5 separate regions of the Mus musculus genome follow, and all the other regions are linked to region 1. A link is a contact called in public promoter capture Hi-C data. All regions are on one chromosome and are shown on one strand. Each heading gives the region's core, a stretch centred on a gene start, on an enhancer-like site or on the middle of the called end of the contact. The rest is flanking DNA. Distances are from core to core; before and after follow the strand shown.

Evidence for each region. Promoter capture Hi-C pulls out the DNA fragments that hold promoters and counts their contacts.
Region 2: a promoter capture Hi-C map of pre-B cells shows a contact between it and region 1, with 12 times the contacts expected there. The contact joins the promoter of Trim21 here to the promoter of Smpd1 in region 1. A contact is called at or near these places in 4 of 39 promoter capture datasets (the C10 cell line, cranial neural crest, liver and 1 more), 1 of 115 datasets of contacts at active chromatin or transcription factors (large pre-B cells) and 1 of 9 other capture datasets (liver).
Region 3: a promoter capture Hi-C map of liver shows a contact between it and region 1, with 3 times the contacts expected there. The contact joins the promoter of Cyb5r2 here to the promoter of Smpd1 in region 1. A contact is called at or near these places in 3 of 39 promoter capture datasets (frontonasal cranial neural crest, hippocampal neurons and liver).
Region 4: a promoter capture Hi-C map of liver shows a contact between it and region 1, with 9 times the contacts expected there. The contact joins the promoter of Ppfibp2 here to the promoter of Smpd1 in region 1. A contact is called at or near these places in 4 of 39 promoter capture datasets (hippocampal neurons, liver and pre-B cells), 1 of 484 Hi-C or Micro-C datasets (B cells) and 2 of 9 other capture datasets (adipose tissue and liver).
Region 5: a contact with region 1 is called in a promoter capture Hi-C map of liver, with 8 times the contacts expected there. The contact joins the promoter of Olfml1 here to the promoter of Smpd1 in region 1. A contact is called at or near these places in 5 of 39 promoter capture datasets (cranial neural crest, hippocampal neurons, liver and 1 more).

The regions. Positions count from the first base shown.
Region 1 is chr7:105,551,835-105,557,051 of GRCm38.p6, forward strand. It overlaps Smpd1 (sphingomyelin phosphodiesterase 1, acid lysosomal), which reads left to right and starts at 2,526. Exons shown (of 6, transcript NM_011421.2): 1 at 2,526-3,003; 2 at 3,388-4,160; 3 at 4,673-4,844; 4 at 5,084-5,160. The coding sequence starts at 2,698. It overlaps Gm39063 (a long non-coding RNA gene), which reads right to left and starts at 2,527. Exons shown (of 3, transcript XR_869857.2): 1 at 2,268-2,527.
Region 2 is chr7:102,562,522-102,567,738 of GRCm38.p6, forward strand. It overlaps Trim21 (tripartite motif-containing 21), which reads right to left and starts at 2,961. Exons shown (of 8, transcript NM_009277.4): 1 at 2,868-2,961; 2 at 1,751-1,819; 3 at 1,173-1,604; 4 at 745-840. The coding sequence starts at 1,568.
Region 3 is chr7:107,754,847-107,760,063 of GRCm38.p6, forward strand. It overlaps Cyb5r2 (cytochrome b5 reductase 2), which reads right to left and starts at 3,186. Exons shown (of 9, transcript NM_177216.4): 1 at 3,112-3,186; 2 at 2,339-2,465; 3 at 2,065-2,137. The coding sequence starts at 2,416.
Region 4 is chr7:107,591,779-107,596,995 of GRCm38.p6, forward strand. Ppfibp2 (PTPRF interacting protein, binding protein 2 (liprin beta 2)) reads left to right here and starts at 3,273. Exons shown (of 25, transcript NM_008905.2): 1 at 3,273-3,601.
Region 5 is chr7:107,564,255-107,569,471 of GRCm38.p6, forward strand. It overlaps Olfml1 (olfactomedin-like 1), which reads left to right and starts at 3,179. Exons shown (of 3, transcript NM_172907.3): 1 at 3,179-3,640. The coding sequence starts at 3,512.

The DNA of each region.
Region 1 (5,217 bases), core at 1,276-3,775:
TCCTCACTTCTTGAAAGTGTCGCTTTCATCCAGCCAACAGAAGCTCTGCAAAGCTCTTTCAGCATCACGGAAACACCTTCAGCCTAAGATATGCTTTATATTCTTTATAGGTGAATATAAAGTTACTAAGTGTGTTGGTATAAGATTTAAATCTGAAGATTTGGGGCTAGAGAGATGGCCTAGCCATTTAGAGCATTTGTTGTTTTTGCAGAGGACCCTAGTTTGATTCCAGGCACCCACACAATGCCTAACAACCATTGGCAACTCCAGTTTCAGGAGATCTGTCATTTTCTTCTGACCTCTCCAGGTGACAGGCATTCTCATAGTACACATATATGGTGCACATTCATATAGGAAGATAAAATACATAAATATATAAAATGAATAAATCTAGTTTTTTTTAATTTGAAGATTCAAATAGTCACAGATCAGAAATATGCAGGGTGGGGAGTGCCTATAAGAAACATGTACAGACTTTTTCCTTGTTAACAATACAATGTAACAACTACTGCTATTATTAGGAATAAACAGGATTTAAAGTATCTAGATGTGTATAGCTTATATGCAAATGCAGCACTACTTCTCACATGTTATGATTATAGGCATGTGCCACTCAACCAGCTCAAGAATAGCAGTATTATTGCTATTTGTGGGATTGTGTGAGAATTGAAAACTAGTCATTACAAAGCACCTGAATTAGTATTTAGCACATTTACAGAATTTGATAAATTAAGCTTTTTGCCACTGTGGATATAATTCCTCTTTTTAATTTTTTGAGGTATGGCTTCATAGCAGTCCAGGGTAGACTCAAACTTCTCAAATTCACTTTGTAGCTAAGGGTGGCCTTGAATGTCTGATTCTCTTATTTCTACCTCCCAGGTGCTGGGGTTACAGGAGTATACCCAACTCTTTCTCTATTAAAAAGGAGGAAATGAGCCGGGCAGTGGTGGCACGCCTTTAATCCCAGCACTTAGGAGGCAGAGGCTGGTGGATTTCTGAGTTCGAGGCCAGCCTGGTCTACAAAGTTAGTTCCAGGACAGCCAGGGCTATACAGAGAAACCCTGTCTTGAAAAAATAAAAATAAATAAATAAACAAAGCCAAAAGTCCCTTCTATCCTGAGAATTCTGAATTAAAGCTTTGTTAGAAGATTGGCTGGCTCCCGAACTGTGGATCCTGGGGCAAGACATAGTGAGATCCTGTCTCAAAAACAAAACAAACAAACAACAACAGATAAAATAGGATTAAAAACACTTAAGAAGACCTTTGAGAGATGAGATGTAACCCATACCTGGCACCATTATCAGTGTAAGGGCCTGTGGCTAGATAGGTCATAACCCCCATAGCGGGGCAGAGAACCTACTACTATTATTCTGCTAATAGGCACAGTATTTAAATGACTTTAGTGTACCCGTAGATCAGAGCACTTAGCAGTCCTCACCAGTGAAGCTTCTTGAAGCAGGAGAGAGTTAAACACAGACACCTACAAATGATCATCAGAGAACAAGAGACTTCGAAGTGATCCTCCCTAAATGGGGTCTATATCACACCTCTCCTTACAAGGCTAAGTGATTGAAAGTGGGACTGAAAGACTGGAAGAGCCAGAGGCAGCGGGTGACTAAAGGAAACTTTTCTGGCACGACAGGGAAGTTGCATGCAGTGAAATCGCCATGATTGTGACAGCACGCACAGGATGTTCAAGCGAGACAAAATTCCAAAGGCTCACTCCTAGCTAAGGCGTATTGGCATCGGAGAGCTCCTAGAAGAGGCAGTTTTCTTTTTAAGGATATGACGACCCCTGGTAGGTTGACCAGGCTCCAGGGCAGGTCCCACACCTAATAGTGTTGGGACCTGGGTAGAATTCCCAGCACGCAGCACGGGCGTGGCGACCTCAATACATCTATAACTCCAGTCCAGGTGGATCCTCTTCCGGCCTCCAGCAGGCACCACGCACGTGGTGCACACACATACAAAATACCCATACACATAAATAAATAATAATGCAAAATTTTAAATTAAAAGAAAGACACATTAACAAAACCTTAAGTGATTCAAGGCTGCTGTAATGGTGGCAGAGCATAGGAAATCGAGGGGAGGACCGTCCATGGCAGGTCAATCCGCTCAATGCAAGCATCGCTGCCCCAGCCCTCTCTAGTTAATCTTCTCAGTTTAATGACCAGCTGAGCCGGGCATCTATTCTAGGAATCTGAATGTTTAAAAAAAAAAAAAAAAAAAAAAAGCGGGGAGGGGGGGTGGAAGAGAGGGGCACCTGGGAGTTCCCTAAAGGGCTTCCATCAGTTCTGGGCAGAAATTATCGGGGCCGCCGCCCGCAGCCTCGCGCAGCAATGGCTCAGGGTGGTGAAGCTTGTCTCTACCGAGGTCACCTACCCACCCCAACCCCGCGGGTCCTAAGACCGCCCGGGGTGATTGGGCTGTGGCTGAAGAAGGCGGATCAGGGCGGGTTGGCGAGCCCCCTTTTGCTCCGCCCCCAAGGTTTTGACAGCCGCTCCCCCACAGTTGCTGGGCCATAAGAGGAACAGGAAGGGGAGGAGCTGTTTTGTGGCTGGCTGCTGAGCTATCAGTCAACCACAACGAAGGGTAATCAGGTGTCTCCAGCGTTACCCGGGCCCCGAGGGCCAGCCAGGGCTTCGGCCTGTGGGGCCTGGAGGGGCAAGCCAGTCCTGTCTACGAGCCTGGCAATGCCCCACCACAGAGCATCATCCGGCCAGGACCACCTCAGAGCCGGCTGGGAGCAGAGACTGGAGAGGTCCTTACCGGCACCCAGAGTGGGACTCCTTTGGATGGGGCTGGGCTTGGCGCTGGTTCTGGCTCTGTTTGACTCCACGGTTCTTTGGGTTCCTGCCAGAGCTTATCCTCTTCCTTCTGAAGGCCATTCTGTCAAATTCAGTGCCATAGCGCCGCCGCTCCAGAGTGCCTTTGGGTGGCAGAACCTCACTTGCCCCGCCTGCAAAGTCTTATTCACTGCTCTCAACCATGGGCTGAAGGTGAGTGCGTGAAGGGCTGTTGTGGAATGCTGGGGGCAGGATGAAGTGCACTGGTATGCCCGGGGGAGGGGGCAATATATTTCTGGTAGAGGGTGCTTCCTATGCATCCATGTTACCACTACCCCACTGTGACCTTTATAAAGTTAGGGAGAGTAAAGTCAGCTGGCTAATTGTGGGCTTGAAATGGTAGCACACCCTGAGCTAGAGTAGGTAGCTAGAGGCCTGGTGCTGAACTGCTGGGCAGTGTGTGGGAGATACTGATGTCTCTTTATCATGGTGACAGAGTTATCCTAGCTCCGATTTAGACATGGAAGCCTGTGGAGTGGTGGCCAGGGTTCACTTGTTCTGTCTCTGACCTAACTTCATTGGTTCCTTCCACCACAGAAGGAGCCCAATGTGGCACGGGTAGGCTCTGTGGCCATCAAGATATGCAAGATGCTGAACATAGCACCACTAGATGTGTGCCAGTCAGCCGTCCATCTCTTTGAGGACGATGTGGTGGAGGTGTGGACACGTTCAGTTCTGAGCCCATCAGAGGCTTGTGGCTTGCTTCTGGGCTCCTCTTGTGGACACTGGGACATCTTTTCGACTTGGAACATCTCTTTGCCATCAGTGCCGAAGCCACCCCCAAAGCCACCGAGCCCACCAGCCCCCGGTGCCCCTGTCAGCCGTGTCCTCTTCCTTACTGATCTACACTGGGACCATGAGTACCTGGAGGGCACAGACCCTTACTGTGCAGATCCACTTTGCTGCCGCCGGGGGTCCGGATGGCCACCCAACTCCCAGAAGGGGGCTGGGTTCTGGGGCGAGTACAGCAAGTGTGACCTGCCCTTGCGAACGCTAGAAAGCCTGTTGAAAGGACTGGGCCCTGCCGGCCCTTTTGAAATGGTGTACTGGACGGGAGATATCCCTGCCCATGATGTCTGGCAACAGTCTCGCCAAGATCAGCTGAGGGCCCTGACCACCATCACAGACCTCGTGAGGAAGTTCTTGGGCCCAGTGCCAGTGTACCCTGCTGTGGGCAACCATGAGAGCACTCCTGTCAATGGCTTCCCTCCTCCCTTCATAAAGGGAAACCAATCTTCACAATGGCTCTATGAAGCCATGGCCAAGGCATGGGAACCCTGGTTACCAGCTGATGCCCTTCACACCCTAAGGTACTTACTGTCGGTGGAAACCCAGGAAGGAAGAAGAAAGATGGATGAGGGAGAAAGGAGGAGGGAACTGGGTAGACTACTCCAGCAGGTGTCCTCAGCACTCTCTACTGCCCTCCCTAACCTGACCCTGCCTTCCCTTTAATTATCTCCAGCCACCCTCTTTTCAGAGCTAGCAGTACATCCCCACTCCCTAGCTTGTGTCTTTGCCTACAGTAGCTCTCTTTGTAAAATGAATTCTCCCTCCCTCTTTAATATCTCCCATTTTTTTCTCAACGTGGCCAGGCCTATAACATCTCCCGACAGAAAGGCCTTTGCTTTCTGACTCACCTCACTCTTTGTCCTGAATTCATGAAGCTCTCAACCCTCTGAGGCTTCTTTACTGTCAGAGGAGCCCTATAATTACTGCTGTTGGTCTTCAGCTAGGGTGGGAGCTCCTGGGGGTGGGAGATGACATCATGTGTACCTCTGCCTGATGTGCAGGACTATTGACATCTCGGTTACTTTTGTTTCAGAATTGGGGGCTTCTATGCCCTCACCCCACGCCCTGGCCTCCGCCTCATCTCTCTCAATATGAATTTTTGTTCCCGTGAGAACTTTTGGCTCTTGATCAACTCCACAGATCCTGCTGGACAACTCCAGTGGCTGGTGGAGGAGCTTCAGGCTGCTGAGAATCGAGGAGACAAAGTAAGGGGATGCGTTATGAACCGGGTGGAGAAGGTGCTGTTGGGGCTGAGGAGAAGCAGGCTGCTGTGTGTGGGGCTGAGATCTGTGAAGAGGGGAGTGTCGCTTCACTTCCTAGAACTACTGTCTTCCCTGGGTCCATGTTCACCTTCCTGTGTCCTTCGTATACTCAATCTTCTGTCACTCTACCCAAGGCTGCCTGGATTCCTCAATGCTCTGACTGCCCTTAATTCTCCCTTCAGGTGCATATAATTGGCCACATCCCTCCAGGACATTGTCTTAAGAGCTGGAGCTGGAATTATTACAAAATCATAGCCAGGTAAAGGGATAGAGGGCTTGGGTGTGGAGACTGAAGGGTTAAAATACTCTCAACAGT
Region 2 (5,217 bases), core at 1,711-4,210, 3.0 Mb before region 1:
ATTTTCTCAACCTTTCTTCCAAAAGCTACTAACGCCCATGTGAGTTCCTCTGTCTTACTATCTCAGCAAGTTGTAGAGCATAAGACCTGTTCCCATACCCATTGATACCCTGGGTGGAAAGCAGTGGTCCCAGGAAAACAGTCTTTGCCATCTTGGGAGGGTCAAGTTTTTGCTACTCATTTGGGGTCTGTGATTGGCTGTGAGCCTCTCATTCCTACCCAGTTTCAGATGCATTTCATTTTCTACCAGCAAATTCTCACTGTGACAGGCTTTAGGTCCCTAGCAGGCTTTGGACTAATAACTTGCTCACCATCAAGCAGCCACCAGGTCAGGTGGACTTCCTATCACAGACCCAAGAAACTAATGTTGACTATGCTGTTCCCTGAGACAGGGTCAGAAGGAATGACGAAACCTTAAACTTTCTCCAGAAATTCTTGATATTTGTGCCAGATTGGGGAAAATCCCATCTGATTTTAAGCTTCCTTCTTTCCTCTTCCCTCCCTCCCTTCTGCCTCCCTTCATCCCTGACTCTCTTCTATCCCTCCCTCCTTCCTTTCCTTCTCTCTTTCCTTCTCCTCTCTTCCTTCCTTTCTTTCAATTCCTCTCTATCTGGAGTCACAGTGTGTGGATGGGTCTTGGAGAGTGACCTATATAATAACTCTACCGCCCCTTGGATAGGCACAGTCATGGTTAAGGCTTGCTTGAGGTCAAGACCTGGGACACAGCCCAGCCTACAGCTCTTGCCTTCCAGTCTGTTCTTTGCATCGTGAGATCCATTTCCATCTTCTCGGCCAACTCTTTCCCCTTTCTCAGTTTTTCTAAAGCCACGTGGATCTTCTCCTGTAGAAAAAGATGGCAGGTTAGTCCCCAGGTTGGAGGAGGCAGATGGAAAGACTATGGAAGAAATCTAGTATGTCTTAACAAAAACAGAGTTACACCAATGGGTAACGGGATCTGGGCCACTGCATTTCTAATGTACCCGGGAGCCACGAGGAAGCACGATGCATGACTCCTTTCCCATGGCTTTGCCTCTGCTGCTGAGAAATAAAGTTGTATTCCATACACAAGCTCCTCTCAATGAAGGGAGAAATTATCCCTTCATCCCCCAACTTCTCAGCCACCATTCTGGGGGACAAAGTGGCTATGTTCTTTAGTCTGTGCTAAGGCCTTACCTGGTATACCTTAGCAGCCTCTTCAATAGGGACCCTGGTGTGGTCCCGGTGTTTCCCAGACTGGGCACACACCCAGCAAAGGGCCTGCCCATCTTCCTCACAGAATAGGTGAAGCTTCTCTCCATGCTTCATGCAGTGCGTTTCCTGGGTACTCTTCTTGGTATTCTGGGCTATCTGTTTAAGGTTTTCCACCATGTTGGCTATATGTCTATTGGGCCTGAGGTTTCGGAGCAGAAACTGTTGCCGGCACTCGGGACATGAACTGCCCCCATTCTTCCCAACTTCAAAAATGCATTCCTTGCAAAAGCAATGGCCACATTCGATACTCATAGGCTCCACCATGGGATCCAGGCAGATAGAACAGGTGACCTCCTCCCACATCTTTTCCAGAGACATTTTTGAGGTTGTAGAGGGTGATATCTGCCGTGGAATCTTGAGAGATGCAGAGGGGCGAAGAGATAAAAATGAGAGTTTGTAGGACAAAAGCAAAAGCAAGGCAAACCCCAAACTCCCCCAAATAATGCCAAGGTGGACAAGCGATGACACAGGAGGGAAAGGCAGAAGGCAAAAGCACCAACCTGAATGACAGGAGCCTCTCCTCCGGCCTCACCCACTGAGCAAGCCAGGCAGAAGGGGAAACCGAGTTTCTAGAAGAGACAGAGAAAACTGGTGGGGGTAACGCTGCTAACAGCTCCACCGTCACCACACCCATCCCTGCTTAACCCTCACTGTCTAGGCGTCTCCCATTTCCTTTCTGTCATCTTATGCCTCTACTGCCCAGAGACGTCAGTCATGGCAGTAACGACCATTTACCATATCACCACAGACCCTCCATATTCCAACCAGAGTTAGCTCATACTAGTCTTCATTAATCTTGGCAGAAACCACAGGGGTCAGGCATTAGGAGTCAAGGTTTATGCAGCTATACATCATAGTAGACATTTTGTCAAATATGACAGGCTGCACATATGGTGGTTGTGCAATAGGCAACACAATGCAGCCTAGGTGTGTCATTAGCGACCCCACTCAGGTTCATGTAAGATGTCATTCATTATCCGGAGTACATTGTCTAAGAGTATATGGCCCAGTTATAAGAGTTGCATGTGTGTATATGCATGTTTTTATATATGTATGTACACATATATTGATGTTTTTATATGCAAACTATACTTGTGCACAAATGCATCAATGTAGGCGTGCCCATATGTTCCCCTCTATAAATGTCTATGTACATAACATGCAGGTGTGCTCACCGGTGAACATTTTTGGGGAGCACTCCCTGGGCTCTTCTCTAAGCTGCTCCAAACCTAGTCTCAACTTCCTTTAGGGTGTGGAGTATCTTAAATCCACAGAAATTTCTACATGGATAGCACTCTCCTCAAGCAGGGATCTTCAAGGGGTAAGGGTTTCCCTGAGCTCCCCTCTGGCCTAGGTCACCACCCTGCTTCTCCTGCCCTTGCTAGGACTGTCGTCTCAGCTAGTCCAGGGCACTAGGAAAGTCACTTTCAGAGCCCAGCTTCCACAGGCCAGCATGGGCAGCTCTGCAGGGCTAGGACAAGACAACTCTGATGAAAAGAAGCAGCAGGTGGGTTCGCAAATTCCCGAGTGTGGGGTGCTGATGGGAAGAGGCTCCTTGAATCTGGTGTGGGGATAAAGAGCCCACCTAGGCCGGCCAGGGGTCCCAGTCTCACTCACCTAACCAGGGTCCTCAGCTTTAGTTATGTGCTCCCAGCTTCGCTTTTGCAAGCCTGCAGTCCAAATTTCACTTTCAGTTTCCTCTCAGAGGCAGGTCTAGCAGGAAGAGGGAGGAGCAAGGGGAGGAGTGAGGAGTTGAGTGGCAAGAGGAGGTTAGAGGCAGAGAAGGCGGAGGCTGGGCGGAGACTGGGCAGAGACAGGGCAGAGAGTGGGAGGAGAGAGGTCAGAGGTGCAAGAAACTGACTCCTGGCCACAGGCAGGGAAAAAACTCAGTACCTGTCCTCCTGGGTCTCTCTAAGGCCCCCTTGTCCCCTTTAACAGAATGTAATCTACAGGATATCGATCTTTGACACTGGTCTTTTCTTCTTACCTGGGAGCTTCTGAGAGAAGAGGTCTGAATGGGAGAGGGAGGAGTCACCATCTGTTTCCTACAGGGATGGATAGCTTCCCCCAAGACTGATCCCGCCACCGTCACTGTTTTTTATTAGTATATATTAATTGTACAGAGTACTTGAAGTATACCCATTTCCCACCACTCTGTTGTGTGATTTTGCTCTTTTCAAATAGTTTGGGGCTAGAAATTTATTCTTTATGATGTCAAGGTATGTGTTGTACCAGTGAAGGGAGTTAAGACTTATGGACAATTGATATTGTATTATAACTTGCGCTAAAAACAGCAGTGGAATTTTCCTCGCTATTTATTATATTTAGGAAACAAAACCATTCTGTGATTTGAAATTTCTAGTCCTGTTTAAGAGATCTCTCTTAGTGAAAGGCCGCCAGGCAACATCTACTGTCTAGATTGTGCTGTTGTACTGGGGCTTGGTTCCTGGAGCACAACAGTCCTAGAAAGCAGAATGAAAAAGAGTCAAGCATCCGAAAGGACGAAGACATCTATAAACATCAGAAAACGACTCTGCTTCTACCACGGAAGGTCTGCTGCTATTTCCTGCAGGCAAAGAACTTGGGTCCCAAAATAAGGCAGAGGGTAGAGTCAATGTCTATTTTGCTATTCACCACCAGAGGATGCTCTGTTTCAGTTTACACACTGGATAGAGAGATTAATGCACACCCTAGGGGTGTGCTGATATATACTCTATAATGTGCACACAGGACTACTAACATATTGTACTCAGAGCTGCCTCAGCTCCCACCTTGGTAATTGTTTGAAGACCCCACCTACTGAAGACCCAAACTCCCTTCACTCACAGATAGTACTTTGATATTTCAAACTTCCCTCTCCCTGACAAAATGACCCAAGTCTTTATTTGGGAAGAATTAATGCTATTGATATTATTGTCTAGCACATTATTAGTGTGTTGGTGAAGTGAGATGTTTATACTTTGGGTTTTAATCATATTCTCTACTAACTTGAGTGTGTATTGGCAACCCAAGTTGTCCCTGGTGATATGCAAGTACATTTTGTCCAGGACAGGAAAAGCTTCTTCTACTTATTTCTAATTTAGTGACTTAAGAAGCCCCCAAAAATATGGAAGCAGAAGGAGGACCAGTTGGAAACAAGAAAGGACCAACGGGTGTGGGAGAGGGACAAGAAAGGATGACGGGTGTGGTGGCGCACGCCTTTAATCCCAGCACTCCGGAGGCAGAGGCAGGCGGATTTCTGAGTTCGAGGCTAGCCTGGTCTACAAAGTGAGTTCCAGGACAGCCAGGGCTATACAGAGAAACCCTGTCTCGAAAAACCAAGAAAAACCAAACCAAACCAAAAAGGATGACGGAGGGCTGACCACTTGCTGGTTTTAACAATGTATCAGAATTATAGCCCTTTACTCTCATGGTTAAAGCCTTTGTTGATCCCTATAATAAAATATCACAGATCGAGTAATTCATTAAAAAAAACATACCTTTCTTTTTTATAGTTGTGGAGGATGGGAAGTAAGGCAGCAGCAGACTGGTCTTTCCAGACTTGCTCTTTTCCTCAAAGACAAGGCCTTCTCTTTGTATCCTTTCTTTTTCTTTCTTTCTTTTTTAAAAATAAGGATCCTAATCCATAGCTTCACTTCTTGTTACTGTCATATCATCATCACCATCGTCGTCATCATTATCTCGATCTATTAATTTCACTAAGACACAGACATAGATGAGATTTTCAATTTGGTGCCACACCTCCACTCTCAACAAGTCATGGCCCAGTTTTACTGACCACCTGTTCTGATGATGCACACTCAAGATGATGGTTTCCATAACCTCATTACTAGGAATTATATATAAAACAGTTACTGGTTACAGGTAATGCTTTGGAAAGAGCTTAATGGAGCAAAGTTAAAAATGGTGATGCTTGGTAGATACAATGTAGGAGAGAAAACAGATATGCTGGAATATTACTTATTTT
Region 3 (5,217 bases), core at 1,936-4,435, 2.2 Mb after region 1:
TAAGTAGAACCCAGGAATCCTCCAAAGATTCCCTTTGATAACACTTGCCCAGCCAAGATCACACTATAATTTTAGAGTAAGACTGAATTAAAGGTGGGGTTGGACACTAAAAATATCAGAAAGGAGCCGGGTGTGGTGGTGCATACCTGTAATCCTAGCACTTGGACCTTAGAGACTGACTTGAGTTCAAAGCTAATCTGAGGTATAAATTGCAGTTCTGCCTGGTCTAAGAGTGGGATCTGGTCTCAAAAAATCAGAATTTTTTTTTTCTGTTTAAAGAAAACTATTGTCTTCATGAAGGTTTTTCTTCCTGATCTGGAGTCTGGGAGGGAGTCACCAGTACCCCATCTGTGTTCCAGGATAGAACAGGGCTTAGCCTCATGAATGCTGCAGGGTCCCAGGACCTGGATAGTCCTATTTCAAATAAAGTAGCAATGTGTGCAATCTGGCCATTGGCTCTACTGAGAGGCAGCAGGGACATTTATGCTATGTCTTTGCCTGTCCAGAGTAGAATTCTATAGACTTGGTGGGGAGGGCAAAGACATATGAGTTTAGACTATAGCCTGATGGCAGATAATGGGTCAGATTGAAGGACAGACTTCAGGGACCAAGGCAATTAGTATTGAGGGGAGGAACTGCATCAAGGAATGCTAAAAGCTAGAAGCAAAAGAAGGTTCCAGGACAGGTTCAGATGAAGTAGAAATTAAGTGTGCTTGAGAAATTAGAACTACAGGTAGAAATAGAAACACACACAGAGAGACAGAGATGAAGAGGGGGCAAAAAGGAAGAAGGGGAGTTGGGATGCTTGAGGGCATAGGGGCTAGTTCATAATGTTAAGCAGTGTAAATCTGGGTCTTGGTGGAGTCCCTTGGGGCTAAGGGGCAAACTTATAGACATAGCCTGATTGGACACCAGGGTCACTTGAGAACACAGGCTTGAAGCCGCAGCTTCCTTCTGAGAGCTCACCTGAAACTGGGGACCTAGAAAGTCTGTCACTGCAGCCCCATACAGAATGAAACTATGTCCCGGGTCCCAGGGTCCCACCTCCTCCCATCTTTGTGTTAGTGGAGCTGTGAGGCATCCAGTTTTCCTATCAAGACTCTTAGAGGGCACTACATTGCCTTGTCCCTCTGACCACACAGCTTCCACTGTGGCTGAAGAGAAAGCAGGTCAGAGAAGTTTCTACAAATTCTATTTCTCAAGTGGCTTGTGCTTTCATGCTGCCTCCCAACAGGGTGATGACAGAGGCTAAGCAGAGGAATGGAACGCCCAGTGACAGGAGTGAGGGACAGCAAGCAGGCTCGGGAGCCCGGCAGGACTCCTCAGACTATAATCTCATCACTTGGCAGAGTTGAAGTCAGAGCTTTCTTTAAAAGTAGGTCATTAGTAAGGCTGTCCTCTAGGAGACAAGGGGAAGGGCTTCTCAGTCCCACCTTTGTTCCTTAGGTTTTTCATCTTATGAGCTGTCTAGAGATGTTACTGATGAAACTAGAAGCGGGACAATTCAAGAGGTCAGCTGGGATTGGTTTCCACAGTGAGTCCCTCCTCAAGTGGGTCTCAGGACCCCTCAGATAATCCATCCAGTTAGGGCATTTGCACTGCTAGTGATTCCCATGTATATTGGGCCTTGACTGCAAGGGAACATCTGTTCTTGTCATCCCTGAACAACACAATGAAGTTTCTGAATTTTCATATCCATCATTCATTTTACCCTCACTATACCTGAAGTAGGCAGAAAAGCCTGGGAAATACTATAGATGGAAGAAGGTCAGAGATGGTGAGGGACTGGCCTTAAATTGCATGGACAGGAGCCATTAAGGAGATCTTAAACTTCCTGACTCTAAGCTTACGTCTTATCAGTGCTCCTCAAGCTATTACTATTGTGACAGTCCAAGTGGGACAATGGGGACACTGTCCTCAAGTCCAGCTGCCTATTCCCTCCATTCATGTGGTCCAGGGTTATATCAGTGTACCCTCCATATCCCACAAGAATGGGAATCCATTGCTAATAGGAGCCAAGTACTCAAACACTCAGACTTGGACATGTCACCAAGCACTGCTCACCGACAGGAAGCCCCAGGACATGGTCTGGTGAGGGCAGCCCAAAGCGGAACCTTCTGGTGTTGTGACTGATTTGCTGGTTAGAAAAAGAAGAAGAAGAAAGAGGTAGGCAGGTTCTGTTGACTCTCTAGGAGTTTTGCTTTGTGGTCCAGATCTTTAGAAAGGTGCTCCATTTGGTCCTGAGGTGACTGATCACCTCATATCCCCAGCTAGCATTCTCCCCCACCCCCACCCTCCCCTTTCACCTAACCAGAGGGAGGTTTAGGTGACCCACTACCTCCTTCTCAATCAAGGGCAGCGGGTACTTGGCTTCAGGGTCCTGTAAGGTGATAAGATCTTTCTTCTTGACACTCATTTTCTTCAGGGCTATGAGAATCGCAGTGGCCCCGGTGACAGGTTTGGTCCTGGCAGATACAGTGTGAAGACAGACCTCAGATTTCACCCATGCTGGGCTAGGCAGCTCTAAGCCTGGCTGATCTTATGTCTTACAGGACTAGCAGAGAGAAAGGTATTAATACAGAAGGCTCTCTCTGGGACCAGCGTGCAGAGGTTAGCTGCAGGTCCAAGAAGACCCCTGGACCAGGCTTGACACCTATCCCAGAGTGCTAGTGTCTCCAGGCCCTCATTGGTCATCTGCCTCCATCCTGGGGGGAATGACTGTGGGATCCTTACCAGCTAACAGCAAGGCTGGGGACAGAGCTCACCTCTCTAGAGACTTGCCACACTCACTTCGGATTCCGCTGGAGCAGTGGAGCAGTGAGTGGCTTGGGGACTCACTAGCACCTTCCTATGAGTAACTGAGGCAAACATATACCTGTAAGAGGCGTGGCCAACCTCCCTATAATAGCCCTCAACTCCACCCAGCTCCTCCCTCACTAGGCCAGTTTGTTCTCATCCCAACCTGTTGCAGAAAAGTCTGCAGCTTAGCCCTGAGGCCCACTGTCCCAACCAGCTGGGAAACCGCCCGTGAATCCTGCCTCGGCCACCGCCTGCGGCTGTTCGCCTAGCCCCGGGTTCCTTCCTGCCCCGCGCTTTCCCGGCAGAACTCACCTGGAGCGAGATGCCTGACTTATCCTCGAGATGAACAGTGCCTTTGATGGTGGGGATGATGAAACATCCGGCAGTGGCCGCTGAGGAGCTGACTCCTGCCCCATAGCGACGGATTCGAGCTTCTGTGTCACATGACTCTGGCACAGGACTAGCCTGGCGCTTCTGCAGCTGGCCGGGTGGGAATGGGGCTTATCTCCAAGATCCCTATGCAGGGATCCCTCTGCTTCTTGACTTTCCTGCGCATGTCAGCAGCCTTGAGGAAAATTCAGCCTCCCCAGCTTGTTAAGAGCCTGGCAAGATGAAGGAAGGGGTTGCTGTAAACTTGTTTACAATGCAAACTGAAGAAGAGTTGCAGCCTAGAGGAAGACTGCATATCTTATTTAACATGCTTCCTGAGCTGCTACCCTAGCCTCCCAGGACCAAGTGTTTGCAGGATTGGGGTGACTGCAGCCAGTCTTTAGTGGGAGACCGGACCGGACTCTCAGAGGCAGGATGAGAAGTTCAGATTATGAAGATTCTTCACAATGCATTTCAGAACCTTGGTTTCCTCTTCCACGCTTGCAAGTGGCAAAAGGAAAACTCATTTCATAGTGAGTTAAAGGTCAACTTTGGCAACTTAGTAAGACTAGCTTAAAGTTGAAAAGCAAACACACAAGCCGGGCGTGGTGGCGCACGCCTTTAATCCCAGCACTTGGGAGGCAGGGGCAGGCGAATTTCTGAGTTCAAGGCCAGCCTGGTCTACAAAGTGAGTTCCAGGACAGCCAGGGCTACACAGAGAAACCCTGTCTCGAAAAACCAAAAAAAACACAAACACCAGCCCAACAACAACAACAGCAGCAAAGGACTGAGATACAGGACATGGTTACCTTAGCTTGTGCGAGTCCCTGAGTTTTTAGTCTCTGGTATAGAGAGGGGGAAAGCCCAGATTGTAAAATGGTATTTCATGAAGGTATTTGCATCAAATCATTAGCTCCAACGAGAGACATGTACCCCCAACAGCAGGACTAGGAAGCCTCAGGTCCCCAGAACTGAAGTTAGAGGCAGTTGTCAGCTACCCAGTCTGGATGCTGGAAGCCAAATTCTACTTCTCTATAAGAGTGAGTTCTCTTAACTGCTGAGTCATTTTTCCAAGTCTTAAAATAATCTTTGCTATATAAATAGTTTCCCATTATTATAGATGAAATCAATTCACACAGTAATGAGATGAATATACTCCTTACTTTTACAAGAAGAACTAAATCTTGGCTGAATATTTGATTCCACACAAGGTAGTTGAGGAATCTTCAATGTTTTTCAGAGTTCATAGATTTTTTTAAATATATATATAATTGTTGATGCTGAAACTCAACATTTTGTACATACATAGGAAAAAAGACAGAAGTATGTTTAGGGCTTGTCAGAAGTTGCTTGAAATTCTGCCCCAATCTCAAGCAAAATTTCATATATATTATGAAATTCAAGTTGGTAGCTCAAACAGCAATTTTAAAAAACAAACCCTGTGACACAATCCAGCCCAGAAGAGATACCAGTGTGATATTTATGTGCTAAAGAATGATGGCAAAGAAATAATGTCTTTGTTTTTATCATTAAATAGTATATTTCTTTTTTCATCAATTTATTTATTCATTTTACATCCTGATATCAGCCTCCTCCCCCAACCCTCCTCTCACAGCTCCTTGCAGCATTTTCCCCCTCCTCTTCTTTTCTGAGGAGGTAGAGGATCCCCCTACCCCCAGAATCACCCCACCATGGCACACCTACAGGACTAGGCACATCCTCTCCCACTAAGACCAGACAAAGCAACCCAGTTAGGGGAATAGGATTCACAGGCTGGCTACAGGTTTAGTGGTGTGCCTGCTCCAGTTGCTGGGGGACCTGCATGAAGACCTGAAGACTAAGTTATACGTCTACTACATATGTGTTGGGGGCCTAGGTCCAGTCCATGCTCACTCTTTGGTTGGTGGTTTAGTGTCTGGTAGCCTCCAAGAGTACAGGTTAATTGACCCCTTTGGTCTTCCTGTGGAGTTCCTGTCCTCTTTGGATCCCTCAATTTTCTCCCCAACTCTTCCATAAGTCTGCCTGAAGTTTGGCTGTAGGGTTCTGCAT
Region 4 (5,217 bases), core at 2,023-4,522, 2.0 Mb after region 1:
AAAATGGATATAGTCCATCATGGTAGTAGTGAAAGTGTGGTAGCAGGAGCATGAGGCAGATGTTTAAATTACATCTGTAATTAGGAAGCAGGGAGCATACAGGAAGAGAGGCTACACTAAGATACTTAAAGGCTTGCCCTCATAGTAACTCATGCCTCATCATAGTAACACAAGGCCTGCACTCAGCTGGGAACCAAGAGTTCACACGAGCCCATAGGGCACATTTCACTCAGAAGACCATAACACTTTTTGTTGATGTCTGATTTTTATTTCCTTTAGCCTCGCCCTTCTGCCAGGCCAAGTGGATACAGTGACAATGTAAAACCATGAATAGTTGGATGTTACTTTCTAGTTACAAAGCTCTTTTTACATTGTTTATTTATTTATTTTTTGGTACGGTATGAACACACCTTCATAGTTGCTAAACTAGAGGTAAGAGTTCCTGTGGGTTATTCAAAGCAGCAAGGACAAAATGAAAGAGCTAGGAAAGGCTGCAAGCCTCCTAGTACTTCCATCACCCAAGGAAGGAAGTTAAGACACTTTGCTCACTTATCCTTAATCAGTGTGTCCATCAATTCAGCCTAAAAATAATACTCTGCCCCTTAGCCTGTTTTCATGTCTGTACAAGGTCTTACAGGTCTTTCAAAGTCTGCTTTCTCTAAAAAACCAGTCCAAGGGTAACGATACAATTCTAGTCCCATTTTGTTTTTCTGTTGCCTGCTTCTTTCTTGTAGCTTTCAGTGTAATAAAAGTGAGATTAAGCAAATAATCTCATCAGGTTCTATTTGCCTACATCCCATCACCACAGAAGTGTTCCAGTATTACTGTGTTGGGATTACTGTGAACAACGGTCCCTAACACACAAAGGCCCTTGGTAAAGATTCTAATTTGGATGGAAGCCAGATAGCAGCTTTGCCACAGCAGACATGCTAGGCGTTACAGAGGGCAGTGTGACTCTTGAGAGGGGGCTCTTTTTCAAAGTGTTTCCCACGTGTGTCCCACTTGGCTGAGTCTAGGTCATAAGTGAGGCTGCAGTGCCAGCCTGTGTCATGTGCTGAGGTCTCTGCCTCTCCAGGTTGGTCATATGAGAAGGCTTGCTTTTGTGTGCTTGCAGCTGTTCTCTGTCTTTGCCAAGTCCAGGCTGGGCCCACAGGCTGTGAAGAGAGATCCACCCCCATGCATCTGAGTAGATCTTTGGCAGAATGGAATGACCCACACAGTTCTGATGGAATGGCCCTGAGAGCCTAAATCTTTTGCAGAATGAGGCTGATATGAATGAATAACTGTGATATACCAGCACCATGAATCCAGGGTCGATATCTGCTCTATGGGCAGAGTCATGTCACCTACCTTACTGACAAAGAACATGACCTACTCACATTGAAGGGTGCAAGGGCATCATCCAAAGGAGTGAGCTCTGTCTATATGGTTCCTCTGAAGTTCAGTGAACAGTTTGTAGCGTGCTGTCTGGCTTCTATCCGGGAAATGTTGGGATTTGATAGTTTTGCAAGATAGATTTGTCTCAAACAGTACACCCTGGTACACAGAATCCCCACAGGCAGGATATCCCTGTTAGGTGAAATTTTCGTTGGAAAGGACCTGTTCATTGCTGCTTTTCCTAACAGCATGAGGGCCCTGGAACACCTGCTTCTGTATCGTTCACGTGTGCTTTTCAGTTCCACTCTGGTTGGATTTAAATGAAGATTGATGGTGTCTCCATGACCCACAGAAATGGTTATTTATTATATTGCTGCACATTGGAATCACCTGGGGAGCTTTTCAAATTCCGAATATGCAGGTTATCCTCTCCAACGCCAAGAGATCAGACCCTCTGGAGATGGGAGGAGAGCGTCTGTACTTTTTTTTTTGTTTTTTGGTTGTTTTTTTTTTTTTTTTTTTTTTTTTTTTTTTCGAGACAGGGTTTTTCTGTGTAGCACTGGCTGTCCTGGAACTCACACTGTAGACCAGGCTGGCCTTGAACTCAAAAATCCACCTGCCTCTGCCTCCCGAGTGCTGGGATCAAAGGCGTGCACCACCACGCCCGGCGTCTGTACTTTTAAAGCTCCTTCCCAAACTGCACAGAAGCTTGAGAAAGCCAAGTTCATAAAACATTTTACAAAATAATTGTATAGTTCTGAGAAAATGCTGCAGTTTCTGGGGGCCTGGGGGAAGAAACTGCCCCCGTGGCCCCAAGCTACCAGTGGGATTTGGAACTGCCCACACTTGAACTTATATGAACTGCGCAGGCTCTGTTTCCAAAAGCCTCTCACCCGCTATTTTAAGGAAGTGAAAGAACCGAAGGGTGTCCTGCTGTGACACAAGTCTGGGGCCCCAATCTTCCTCTACTGGCTTTGCCTTTGCTCTGCTGCTGGCCATGTCCCCGCAGTGCTCACACACCTGTTTGCCACAGTATTTATGATCTTCTGTTCATGTGTGCAAGCCTCTGGTCATACCAGTAATTTTAGACTAATTTTGAAAAAAAAAAAAAAAAAAAAAAGACGAGTCGTGTCTGTCAACACTCCAGGTGTAAGCAACTGGAGTCCAGCTTAGTAGAGACTCCTGCCAGAGTCCCTGTATCCCTGCCATCTGAGGCCCTGGAGATTCTAAGCAGATAAAATGAGCAACCGGCCCTTGGAGGCCCGGGTAGGGCAAGCAGCTGTGGTAAAACCCAGGGCCTTATGCACGCTCGAGGTAGGTGCTGGGATTCGGTCTCCAGGTTTTTTTTGTTTGTTTGTTTTGCATACTTGTACCTGACCTTGCAGGGCACAGGAAGTGTTCTGTCTTCAGCTATTCACAAGACAGAACACCAGAGCTTTAACCACTAGAGGGACCTTCAGGAAAGGCGGGGGGAGCGGCGGCGGAGGTTGAGTTAGACAGATCTAAGAGTGACATGGAACCCAAATTGGGGTTGGTCTGGGCTGATTGGGAATGATACAGGTCTTAGACTACCCTTAATCTCAATGGGGTTACACAAGGCCCGCTGTGTGTGTGTGTGTGTGTGTGTGTGTGTGTGTACGCTTGCGCTTCGGTGCTCCTTTCTGCAATTCTCCGCACGCTTTCCTCGTCCTGCTGACAGATTACAAAAACTCTGGAGACCTGAGCACAGTGGGACACAAGGAAAATGCCTAGGGTCCTTTCTGCGGCCGGAAGAGTGCAAGAGTCCTAGGTGCAAGCAGTGGGCTGGACCCAGAGAGGGGCGTGGTCTCCCGGGAGGGGCGGGGTTTGAGCCAGCACGGGAGCTCTGCCTGGGGGCGGGGCTGACCAGGCAAGTCCCTGTGGAACTGGAACTGTGGCTCTTGGGTCCTCGCGGGCCACTGCGGTGCGGGAGAAGGAGGAGGGGTGGCAGAGGGGCGGTTCCTAGGGGGAAGGTCCCAGCAGCCAGAGAGCCACACTCCGGGACCAGCCTCTCTGGGATCCCCGCCTCCGTCACGTGGGTGCCGAACCGGGTCGGTGCTGGCGGGTCTGCCACTTGGTTGGCAGTTGGTCCTTGGGCCAGTGGCCTGTCACTGGGTTCTCCGCTCTTATGTTGGAAAGTGTGAGGGACACAGGAGCGACCTGCATACCTGAGCCTCCGAGAGAGAAGCTGCACTCTGGCATCCAGGTCAGTGGGTCTCCCTGCCTCGGCTCACCGCTATCCCGGGAACTGAGTACCCCCAGATCCAAGAACTACATGGGTAGTTGGGCGTCTGTGGTCTTTTAGACCTTCGAACGTTTTCAAGACTTGGGGACCCACTTATTTGTCTGGGAGACTGAGAAAAGGGAGCAACTCCCCTGGATTTGCTTGAGTTTTCTACCCGACCTCGCTCTGGATGTGCCACCTGCCCCGCGCTTCTACAGGTGGCAGAGTGGTCCCCAGGATACCGGGGTGTTCCGATATCTCAGAGTTCCGGGCGATTTTGACCCAAGCCTTGAGTCCCGTGAGGGCAGCAGTGGCATCAACTGGAGATACCTAGGTGGGTTTGTTCCATAGACCTTTGGTCCAGAGCGCTTTGGCCAGGAGCAGTTCTGTGCACTAATTGCTAAATGCAACACACTTCCCAAAGGCTCAAGGCAGGATTAGGGTGTGGGGATGCTTCTGTTTTTAAAAGTGGGTCCTCTTCCCTCCTTCCATCCTGACGCCAGACCCATACTTTTCCCTCCGATCAAAATAAGGTTATTATATGTTTAAAAACTAGAACTTCCAAGGTTCCGGTAGGATTCAAATAGGCATTCAGCTCTTTCTTAGAGCACTGAGATATTTGATATAGATCAGTCTTCCTCTTCATATTTTGGTTTTATTTCTGCCTGTGTTCATTTCTCTTGGTCCTTAATTGATTATATTGTAGACTGTAGTGTTTATTAGATTACCGAGTATTTTGTTAAGGTAAATGCTCAACTACAGGAAGGAAGTCAATTACAGACCTAATTAATCTTCAGTCTTAGATTACTATTGGTATACTAAACATGTTATCTGATTAGAAATTATTTCTTTCTTCACCAGCCCGTTTGTATGCATATTTACGTGACTTTGAAGTGGAATATTGTTAAGTCTTTTGTTGTTATTTTCATTTGGGATTTTATTTAAGGCTGATGGTGATGGGAACTGGTGATCTCATTTAGACCCTTGTGAATGCTTAGCTAGGCAAGTGCTCTACCACTGAGCAACAACACTCAGCCCTCACATAATATATTAGTGGTATCACTCTGAGGTTTGATGATGTGCCGATTTTAGTTTATTGCTACTATTGTCTGTGTTTTGGTAACTAAGGCAGATATGCTAAGTGGATGGATAACATAAGAGATACATGTAAGAGATAAAGACAGATGAAGGTTGGAACAAACTTACAGAAATTCTAGGGGTTTGTTTGTTTTTTTTCACCAGAATAAGGAAAATCTGGGTAGGTTTTAAGAAGGATCAATCTATATGAGGGATGTCACAGGAAGATGTTAGCGGTGACCTGGGCCATGGAGAGGTCTATAAGGCAAACTCAGTCTATAAGAAATGGCTACTGGTCCTTCTTGGTTCCTGGCCTGATTGGTAGACAGAACAAAATAACAACAAAACCAATGGTCCCAGCTGGCCCAAGGCCACAGACTTCAATGTATGGGATATTAAGCAGAGACTGACTGTGGTCTGCTGAGCTTATCAAAGTTAGAGTCCTTGAACTTTGACCTGCCCAACCCCCAGCCTGACAGAAATCTAGTAAACATTTGTGGAGAGAAAGGTCAGCTGACATT
Region 5 (5,217 bases), core at 1,929-4,428, 2.0 Mb after region 1:
GGAAGATTTTCTCAGACTTTCTCGGAGTTGTGCAGTATCTCTCAGCACCATGGAGGATGCTGGGAGCTAGGACAGCTCTAGACATCAAGTGATCAGTTAATTAACATGAAGAAAATGTAACAGAAGGAGCCAGTAATAATGAAGTTGGCTACCTGATCAGTCACTTAGGGAAGGCACTTAAAGTGGAGCTCACAGATCTAGGACTACTGACCTGGATCCATCCACACTGAGGAAACAGCAGTGTGTCTCTAAGAGTTGGAGTGTTTCCTGTAAGGATACTGAATCAGGAAAGCCAAGGAGCTTGGTATTTATAGAGGAACATGGAGGGTCACAGTACTTGCTTACTATCCTTATTCATAATAAGCTTAGAGTGATAGCCAAGCCCGGAGGTTAGATGTGAAGAAAACACTAGACAAGGTGAATGACTTTCTGTGCTGTCTTCCCATCCTCTTGAACACAGCAACCACTCAGTAGGATTACTGTGAGCAAAACTAGACACAGCAAGCCGGTATGTGTCAGTCAAAGTTGCGACAGTCTCCAGGGTAAGCTTACTTTTTCTTTATGACCTCTCTTGTCACACACACACACACACACACGCACACGCACACGCACACGCACACGCACACACACACACACACACACACACACCAGGAATCTGTCCTCTGTCTCACTTGTTCTAATGTTTAGAGGGGCTTGCATAGGATTTTATATCTCTGTTTGGGATTTGAAGGAATTAAAATCTCTAGAATAGAACAGTTATGGCCAGTCAGAAGTTAAGCTTTTCCCTGGGAACCTGATGACTACAGAGAGAGGCAGGGGCCTGAGTCACTAACAGGCAGAGACAGGAGTCCCTTCCAAGTGTGGGTCAGTCAGGCTGGAGTCCACACCTTCAAAAAGCAGGAGTGACAGTAAGGCAAGAGTGATCCTGAGAACTTGGAAACAGCTGAGGTTTAAGCAAGGAGATACCTCTTCACTAACTGCTTGGGGGCGGGGGAGGGGGGTCTTTAGGCTTCACTGTGTACACGTGCTTGCTTGGTAAAAAATAATAATAATAATAATGCACATATATTATAGGAAGACCAGAGGAGGGGTATGCACTGTCATACACAGTGTTGATTGTGATATACCAAGGACTTCCTCCTCTGAATCTTTTCCGTCTTAACTCAAAATCCCATGGGTAGGATTTAAGGCATTTGTGGAAGAAAAGACACTTTGGGGAGAGCATTCCCTCTTTGATAAGAAGACTGAGTCAGATAGATTTTTTTTTTTAATTGATGCTGGAGATGGAACCAGGCAGTGGGCTTGCTAATTTACTGCTGATCTGAGTCCTCAGAATTTTTTAAATAACCCATCAACTTCAATATGTGCTGTCCATATAGCTCTAGATCTAGGGCTATCCACTGGAGCATGATGGACTGACAAGGAGCCAGAGCCTTAGAGAAAACTGACTCTCTTCACCTAAGATGCCATCAGCTGTCCATGGCTCCTCAGTTAGGGGTGGGAGTTCACAAACCTCTTCCTATTCCATGCTGGAAGATGACTGACTTGATCTTGTGCAGATCTTGTGCAGGCAACCATGCCTTCTGTGAATTAATGTGTGCAGAAGTCCTATCATCTCCAAAAGATGCTGTTTTTCTCTAGTCCTCTTCAAAATCTGGCTTTTATAATCTTCCTGTTCCCTCTTTCCTGATGGTACTTGAGCCTTGGGGCAAGGCTGTGACATACATGTCCCACTTGTAGCTTAGTTTGCTACAGTCATTGATTTCTTGGTAGTTTGCTCACTTGTGAGCTTCTGTGTTAACCACCATCTCTTGGGAGAGAGATTTCTCTGATACTAAGGACTGCACTAATATGTGGGAAGAAAGACACAGATGTCCGAGGCAGTTTGGTTTTGGTTTTGTTTTGTTTTTAAATAAGGATGTAAGAGAAGTTAGCTAAAGTTCAGGCAGTTTTGGAAGGAGTTCAAAGATGGTTCTCTGAAACAAGAGCAATTGTTCTTAACAATAAGGAGATGGTGCTTGGAACATTACCAAGGATATAGGGAAGAACCAGTTAGCGACCAAAATCATATCAAAGAAGAGGAGAGAGGAACATCTATTAAGAACTAGGATATTCAAGAGCTACCAATAAGAAATGTTCAGATTTTAGATTTCAGCTACTTGTGTATGGATCAAATGCAAACTCAGGTCTTCTACCTCCCGACCAGGGCTCTTTCCATATTCCATAAATGCTCCAATTTCCCCTATTTTAAAAAGTGATTCATTAACAATGCAAAATAAAACAGAACAGAAGATGGAGGTGGGGTCCTGGGCCTGCCTATGGAAAAAGAGGTAAAGGTGGGGAGGCACTAGCACAGGAAACATAAACATGGAAGGTTTTATGGCTTTGCTCCAGCAACGGGATTTCTCTTTAGCTGGCCTGAGGGTCTGGTTTCCAGGCTGCTGCTAATGGGAATTCTGACACTGATGATGGGAAACTCGAGGACTTTCTCACAGTGGGATTACATTTCCTGATGACTCAGTGTCCCAAAAACCACTGTGTCAATCATTCATTCTCATCCTAAAAATTTTCTTCTGGGCCAGGAGAGATGGCTCAGTGGTTAGAAGCACCTGCTGCTCTTGCAGAGGACTGGAGTTCAGTTCCCAGGAATCATATCAGAGAGATTGTAACTCTGGACCCAGGAATCTCTGAGGCCACGTTCTGGCCACTGTGGGCCCCATATTTTCATGCATACATGTGTACATGAATTAAAAAATAAATCTAAAGAAAAAGGAAAAAAATTTTTTTCTTCTAAGTTCAATCCTGACAATTCTCAGCTGTTGGTCTGGGTAGCCAGGCCTGTGCCCACTGTACCCCTCTGCCCACAGAGCAATGCTGCCCTGTACACTTTTCTGAGATGGCATAGATCAGCATTCACATTTCCTTGCTATGCCTTTAAGAGCTACGAGAATGCAAGAAACAGAGGTGGGGTCTCCTAACAGAACTTCTTGGAAAAAGATCCTAGGAATTTCTGCCAGAAACTGAACTGAAATTCCAACACTGAGACCTTGGGGGGTGGCCTGTGTTGAGCTAGGCCTGCGATTGGACTGCACAGTCTATTAAGGAGGAGGGAACCAAAAGTAAAAGAGTTGGGGGAGGGGAGAGGAGAAAAGACCTCCCCTCCCCTTCCCCAACCCGTACACTCTGAACCTGGAAGCTGTAAGTAGCCATTAGCCTGGAGAGGGTCTGTGCATGGCCAAGCTGAGGGCAGCAGACACTGGACCCCCGGAGCTCTCTGCAACCAAGTGAACACGTAAGGCCTGCAGAGACTGGCTTGCCAACAGCTGGACTTGATCACCAGCTTGAAACTGAGATCATGCACCGGGTAGAATAACAAGCGGACTTTGTTCTCTCTGGCTATGCAAAGCGTTGTTTTCCAAGGAATTGCCACAGCAGCAGACAGAAAACCAGAGATCACCACCCGGACCCCTGAGTCGTTTTAGAGAACCAGAGTTCCTGGGAAGTGTGCAGGATGGTGGTGGCCCTTCAAGAAGCTTCTGCTTCCCTGGTTCTCTTCCTTGCAGCATTTCTGCCCCCACCACAACATGCCCAGGACCCAGCCATGGTACACTACATCTACCAGCGCTTCCAAGTCCTCGAGGTAGGTGACCTGTCTTCCCTTCACAGGGAGTATGCCTCTTGGAAGTCACTCTGCTGTGCCCCCACTTTGCTGTCAACTAGGGTGCATGTCTTCCTGATACAGAATGAATCACTGCTAAGATGACATTTACAGATGTGCATAGCCTAGCAGCTCAGATGCCACCTCCATTGCAGGCCGCTTGTACTTTCCCCTGGCAGTTTTTCTAACCTATAAAATGGACATAGTGATAGAATTTAGGTTCAAATGATACTCTGCAGATTTAATAAAGAGATTTCAAATTAGGGATGTTTTATTTGGGTCATTAATCCATACTCAGAACATAGCCTAACTCACTGAGTAAATTCTCAGGTTGTTGAACATTCAAAACCAAATAGTTCAGTCTTCAATGTATGAATTAGAACTCTAGTCATGTTTTCTTCATCTTTTACTATATAGGGATGCTAAGTGATTCCAGCTTTTCTCTTTTCCTTTTTATGATAAACTGTTAAGTGAATATAAGACAATGTGGTGTTACATATGGAGGCTCACCATAGATTTTTGCTTTTTATTCCTAACTGGACTTGGGTTTGGAAATGAGATTTCCCAGCAATGTTAAACAGAGTGAGAGCATTTGAGGTAGAACTTTGTTAGAACAGTCAAAAACCCAGGGTCGGGAACATGACTCAATTGGTAAGAACTAGCCTAGCGTGCAGGAGCCTGGGGTTCAAGGCTCATCACTGCAGAAACCAGGTATGTTTTATGATATCAGCTGTAACAGCAGTACTCAGGGAGTGGAGGCAGGAGGATCAGGGGCTTCAGAGTCATCTTTGGCTAAACAGGAAGTTTGAAGCCAGTTTAGACTAAGTGGGACTCTATACCAAAGCAAAACAACAAGTGAACAAAATTCAATATTTTTATAGGCCAGTCAGGTTTTTAGGAATAAATTTAATCTTCTACTTTGCAATGCTTTGCTCTTATGCAAGTTGAATTGGCATATTATGCATCTTCTGTCTATGACTGTCTTATCTCAAATATTTATTTTCTATATTTTCCTGAAAAAAAATCTGTAAGCCCAAATGATGGGGCCATCTATCTATAGTTTCAGTAAAATAAGGGCATGGAACGAACAATCCAAAGGTGGTTTTTCATACTGTCCATCCAGCAGGTGGAGGCCTGGAATCTGTAGATAAGGCACTCCCAGGCCCTGGGCCTCATACAGCACTTCTTGCTCCCTTCCTGGACATGCTGCCAACCTCACCTGCCTAAAATGCCAAAACTGTGCTCGGGCTTTGGCAGCAGCTAAACTCGTGTGCATTACCCCGTGGTCCTGCCAGAGGGTGTCTGCAGACAAACTGCCTTGCAGCATTTCTGCCCCCTGTAGCTCTGTAGCTGTGTAGATATGTTTGATCTGTAGAAGATAAAGATAGGTCCTTCTTTGACCATTAGGTTCTGGCTGGTGGTGAAGAGACAAATCCCAGGCAGCAGCATTTCTGGCCAGTGCAGAGGCTTGACAACACACGGATACAGGGCCTGTCTGCAAGGCGAATGTGGGGGAGCAAGAAAGGGGAAATAGAGACTTGTGAATTATTAATATCCAT